Linked DNA regions of Pan troglodytes: region 1 is linked to region 2. Evidence: chromatin contacts called from public capture Hi-C data. All regions are on one chromosome and are shown on one strand. Each heading gives the region's core, a stretch centred on a gene start, on an enhancer-like site or on the middle of the called end of the contact. The rest is flanking DNA. Distances are from core to core; before and after follow the strand shown.

The links. Capture Hi-C pulls out chosen DNA fragments and counts their contacts.
Region 1: a contact with region 2 is called in a capture Hi-C map of stem cell-derived neural stem cells, with 7 times the contacts expected there. The contact joins two enhancer-like sites. A contact is called at or near these places in 4 of 7 Hi-C or Micro-C datasets (blood, induced pluripotent stem cells and stem cell-derived neural progenitor cells) and 1 of 1 other capture datasets (stem cell-derived neural stem cells).

What each region holds. Positions count from the first base shown.
Region 1 is chr9:16,429,801-16,432,752 of NHGRI_mPanTro3-v2.0_pri, forward strand. MICAL2 (microtubule associated monooxygenase, calponin and LIM domain containing 2) reads left to right here. Exons shown (of 36, transcript XM_016920387.4): 26 at 2,573-2,774. Among named protein-coding and RNA genes, the nearest start is that of PARVA, 100 kb to the right of the region's middle. Within about 2 kb of position 1,306, at least 1 of the 24 cell types and tissues checked has an H3K27ac peak or open chromatin away from gene starts, as enhancers often do. A contact at or near this core is called in stem cell-derived neural stem cells, where this site is marked.
Region 2 is chr9:16,199,316-16,202,162 of NHGRI_mPanTro3-v2.0_pri, forward strand. No RefSeq gene overlaps it. Among named protein-coding and RNA genes, the nearest start is that of DKK3, 34 kb to the left of the region's middle. Within about 2 kb of position 1,371, at least 10 of the 24 cell types and tissues checked have an H3K27ac peak or open chromatin away from gene starts, as enhancers often do. A contact at or near this core is called in stem cell-derived neural stem cells, where this site is marked.

The DNA.
Region 1 (2,952 bases), core at 56-2,555, 230 kb after region 2:
TATGTAGTGAAGCATCTGATTACATTCCTCAAATGCCTTCCATCCCCAGTTACACTAACTTAGAAGTGTAGACACGTGCACACAGCAAGCATCCACATGCACCAGGGGCTACAAACTAGCAACCCACTTGCTCAGTCTGCTGCAGACGTGTTTTTTTTTTTTTTTTTTTGATGTGTCTGATATTTTAAGATGAGGTATTTCACATAAAAATCAAAATTTCTTCAGTCATCTTCACAGGTGATAAATACAGTTTGGGAAGAGATTGTATCTCCCAGAGAGAACACAGGGGTAAAAAGATGAGAGGGCTCAGGTGGATGCATGGAGAACTCCGGTGTTTAAGGGTTGGCTGGAATACTGGATAGCTGAGACGGCCAGCCACAGGGGCAGGGAGAGAAGGTGTCCCTGGGAGCAGGGATAGGGCAGGCTCAATGACCGCAGGAGGACTCCCAAAGTCCTGTGAATTGGACTTAGCAACAAGGAGGTCACTGTGGACTGTGCTGGGGGTAGTTTGGGAGTGGTGGAAGCACAGGCAGGATTATAGGAATAGGGGGTTCATAAAGAAGAGGAGAGAGAGAAGAGTGTAGCCAACCCTTCCAGGAAGCTTGGCTAAGAAGGAAGAAGAAAGAGTAGGCTGGGGGCTGGGGGTGAGGACTGGGATTAAAACAAGTTTTCTTAAGACAGGAGACTTTCAGCATATTTAAATATAGACAGGAAAGATTCAGTAGACAAATGAGGACACAAGAATGACACTGTGGAGAGGGAGGAGGGAAGTGAGAGGGAGCCAAGTTCAGGTGAAGGCTCCATCTTGAAGAGGAAAAATGACACCTGTTCTCTGGACACTGTCCCTGGAGATGAGGTCACCTAGCTAGTTAGTGGCCAAGACAGAGCTGGGCGCATTCACTCATGAACTCCTTCAGCAGACACTCACTAAACGCCTACCGTTCACCAGGTACCACCCTAGCAACAAATGAAACAGACAAAAATCACTGCTTACATTCTAGTCATAGAAGAAAGAGACAATAAACAAAATGAAAAAAGGAAATTGTATAGTTTATTGGAGGGTGAGACACAGTATGAATGAAAATCAAGGGGAGTGGAGAGCACTGAGGCATGGGCTGCAATATTAAATAGGATGGTCAGGGCGGGTGACGTTCCACAGGGACTTGAAGACAGCCAGTGAGTGAGTGAGGCCTGCATGGAAACGTCTGGGTATAACACCTTCCAGGCAGAAGCAAGAGCAGTGCAAGGGGTCTGAGAAGGACGTGTGCCCAGAGTGCTGGAGGAGCATCACGGAGGTGCCATGGTGAGGGCAGGGCAAGCCTGGGGCCAGTGCTAGGAGACAAGGTCATGGGACGCACGGGGACTACGTTATCTTGGACTTTGCAGGCCTCGGTAGGGCCTTCAGCTTTCACTCTGAGTAAATGAGGGGCCATTGGGGGATTTTAAGCAGAGGAGTGGCATGATCTCACTCAGGTTTTAACTGAGTCACCCTGGCTGCTGTGTTGAGAATAGACTGTGGGGGTGGGGCACAGCAAGAGGGCAGGGACGGAGGCCAGGCAGAGGCAGTTTCTATGATCCAAGCAAAAGACAATGGTGGCCGGACCAGGGGTGGGAAGCAGAGAGGCGGTGAGAAGGGTCTGGATTCCTGACGTGTTTTGAAGGCAGACCCACCAGGATTTGCCGATGGCTTGAATGAAGAATGAAAGGACGAGAGCAGTCAAAGATGCTGGCGAGGTGTTGGCTGGAGCAACAGGAAGCTGAAGTTGCCATTTACTGAGAGGGGGAAGGCTATGGGCAAGACATGTTGGGTGGGTGGAGAAGGTGAAGAACTCTGTTCGGACTTGATGAGTCTGATGTGTCTGTTAGACACTTAGATGGAGATGCAAGTGAGCAGTGGTCTATATAAGTCTAGAATCAGGAATGTCCGGGCTGGAGATAGAAATCTGGGGGTCATTGTTGCCTGGGGTTATTTAAAGCCATGAGACCAGATGAGGGCATCAAGAGCATGAGTGTAGACAGAGAAGAAAAGAGGTTCAGAGACTGAGTCCTGGGATCTTTCAGTGTTACAAGGTCAGGGGAAGAAGCTGGAGCCAGCAGAGGAAATGAAGGAGACAGCCAGTGAAGTAGGGGCTGGGGATTGGGCTGGCCTTGCCATCCTAGAAGCCGAGAGAGCTGTTTCTAGGACGGAGTGACCAGCTGGGTCAAAGGCTGCTGGTGTGTAGAATAGTTGAATAAGATGAGAACTGAGATGTTACCACTGGATTTAGCAACATGTTGGATGTTGCCGTCTTGACAGCAGCAGTTCAGAGGCTGGTTAGCCTGGAATGGCCCCTCTGAATGTTTCAGAACCTTCCCTGTGGACTAAATAGGATGATCTGTGCATTCACGCCCTACATGTGGGAAATATGCCCTAAATGCCTGGGCATCTGGCGGGCTTGGGGGTGAGGGTTCCAGAGGTGGCACAGAGGACAAGAAGGTCAGCTTTGGAGTATCTGAGTAGACCCCAGGCCTAGACGGGCCCTGAGCCCCTGGAAGGGTCCTGCTAGGCCATTCATTTGCACCATCTCTCTAGACCCTGCTCTCCTCTCAGCAGATGAGCCCACCTCCCCCAAGAGGCCGAAGAGCATCTCTGAGCCACAGCACAGTGATGCGGAAGGGGACGCCGCCTCTCCCCTGCCCTCCGAGTGGACCTCAGTGAGGATCAGCCCTGGGGAGGAAGCAGCTGGACAGGATGTGCTGGCTGTGCGTGTCCTGGTCACCAGCGAGGACAGCAGGTATGCTCAGGCTGCTGCCAGATGGGGACAGAAGCTGGGTTGGAGGAAGGGAATCGCATTTGGGATTGGGTCTTCTCTCTACTTGCTTGCACTGTGGCCTCTCTGTGCCTCCATTTCCTCATCTGTAAAATGGTGACAATCATAGTACCCATCTCAGAGGGAGTGGTAAGATTCACAG
Region 2 (2,847 bases), core at 121-2,620:
TTATTTATTCGTTCAATGAATGTTCAGAATCCTACAATATACCAGCTGTAATGCCTCATCATGAAATGTAAAACTGAAGAAAGCGGGGTTCTATTCTCAACGAGGGAGCCTCTGCCCTCACTTTTCTTTTTCATCACTTGAGCACCAATACCGAGCAGCCTCGTCTGTTTTTTTTTTGCTTGTTTGTTTCCCCCCTGACATAGCATAAACTTAACTCTAGACGATTGTGTAGGATTGCTGCTGGAGTCCTGGATGCTAGTCTTTTATTTTATTTTTTAGTGACACTCACTCACTTTGTGTCCTAAAGCAAGCCCAGTTCCGTCTCTGTGCCTTGGTCTCGCCTCAGACAAATGGGGTATCCATTTGCCCTGCCAAACTCTAAGGGGTATTGTGAGGGCCAGACAGGGCAACAGATGCTGAAAGCATTTGAAATGAACAGAGCTGTGTAGAAGTGTCAGGCAGTACTCTTCCTGTGCCCCGGGTCACCGTAACTTGAAGAGCATCTGGACATATGTCAGAGAAAATAAAAACTGTTTTTGTTTCTCAGTGAAAATACCTGCCTTTTGAGACTTTCATTTAAAATGAAAACATTCCAAAGTAGTATGTGATCTTGAACAAGTCATTTTCCTCTCTGAGTCTCAGTTTATTCTCCTATAAAATAAGCCAGTGAGACTAGATGGATACATTTCAAATTCTGCTCTAGAAAATTCTTCACTGGGAAGAGATTCTTTTATCCCCACATCTGCAACCAGAACCGCCATATATTTTTCAAATTTTACCATTTTACTTATTTGGCTTCTATGTGAGGTCTTTTTGGTTTTCTTTTTCTTTTAAAGTGAAAGTAAGTTTATTAACAAAGTAAGAAAATAAAAGAATGGCTACTCCATAGTCAGGGCAGTGGCTTTTGTTTTTGTTTTGTTTTGTTTTGTTTTTTCTCCTAAATAAAAATCCTAAGGCTAAAACAAAAAAAGAAAACCAGAACACGGCTAGATCACCTGTAGGGCCATTCTTCCCGGCCTTCGTGTCTGCACACGGAAGACCCACGTGCTTTCTGCTTAACGTGTGTGCATTCCTCTTGTATGTGTCAGGCGTGCACGAGGCCTCTCAGGACAGAATTCCTTTGCAGGGGGATTGACAATGAGTCATAACCTGCTTGACTTTTAAGTGTGCACTCAGAGATGACCATTTTTTATAGCAGAATTCCCGAGTCTAAACAACCTTTGGCAGCTGAAGACTGAGAATGAAATTCACCAACCAGTCCAGGGAAAACCTCTTCCAAAAGCTGTAATATTTTTGTTGGATGCAGGTGTGACCCGTGGTCTTGCCGTGGGGGAAGGGAATGGCTGTGGGAACAGTGCCACCTTGTGGCCATTTTTTATGAGCAGACACTGGGTGCTCCCTGAGCTGAGGGTAGGTTCCTGGATGGTTACACTCCTGAAGAGGGACTTTCATTTTGGGATTGGGAAGGGGCCCAGAGATACACTGAGACCAGAGCCAGTCCCCACCTGGCAGCAAGCTCAGCTGCCTGAGTCAGAAGCCCTTCTCCAAAGCTACCACACTCCTGAGGCCCAGGAAGGCTGCCAGGCTGGGCGTGTGGTTTTTGGGAGGGTCGTGTGGCTGTCACTAGCAGGAACGTGTCTGGATATGGGAGTGGGAGGCAGAGTCTGAGAGGAGACAGAACAAATTTCACAATGGCCATGTCTGAGCCCCAGTTGGGAAGACGGTGACCCAGGAAGTATGCAAAGTGGTAGCAGAAGGGTGGTGTCCTCTTGTCTAGAAACCCGGGAGGCCTACAAAGCAGAGAGGACTCTACCTGTCCCCTCACGCCTGACCGTAGCCTGGGGCCTAAATGAGCCCTCCTGCTCTCCGCCTTGCTGCCACGCCACCATCCCTGGCACAGGGTTCCTGGGAGGACAAAACGAGATGCATGAGGCTTAACACAGCACCTGGTGCGTGGGAAGCCCTCAGACATCCCTGTGCCTGTCCCCTCCCTCTCCTACTCTGTGCACTAGACATTGGAGTGACAACAATGAACCCAGCACAGCTGCTGTCAGAACTCACAGGCTGGCTGGGCGTGATGGTGCACACCTGTAATCCCAGGACTTTGGGAGGCTGAGATGGGAGGATTGCTTCAGTCTGGGAGTTGGAGACTAGCTTAGGTAACATATGGAGATTCCGTTGTTACAAAAGATAAAAAACAATCAGCCAGGTGTGGTGGCACGCTCCTATAGGTTCAGCTACTCAGGAAGCTAAGGTAGTGATCACTTGAGCCCAGGAAGATGAGGCTGCAGTGAGCTGTGATCACACAACTGCACTCCAACCTGGGTGACAGAGTGAGACCCTGTCTCAAAAAAATAAAAAATAAGAAGGACAGGTGTGGTGGCTCATGCCTGTAATCCCAGCACTTTGGGAGGCCGAAGTGGGAAGATTATTTGGAGTCAGGAGTCCAAGACTAGCCTAGGCAACTTAACAAGACCCTGTCTCCACAAAAAAATATAAAAATTAGCCAGGCATGGTGGTGTGCCCTGCAGTCCCAGCTACTCAGGAGGCTGAGGTGGAGGATTGCTGGAGCCCAGGAGTTCAAGACTGCAGTGAGCCATGATTATGCCACTGCACTCCAGCCTAGGGGACAGAGTGAGACCCTGTCTCAAAAAAAAAAAAAAAAAAAAAGGTAAAAAGAAACACCATAAAAATAAATTTAATAATAATATATTTAATAAGATATATCCAATATCTTGTCATTTTAAAATGTAATTAAAATAAAATTCAGTAATTAAAATAAAATTCATCAACTTCCCTAAGAGCTGGAAAATTAATGAAATATTTTATATTCTTGTTTTCTATGCT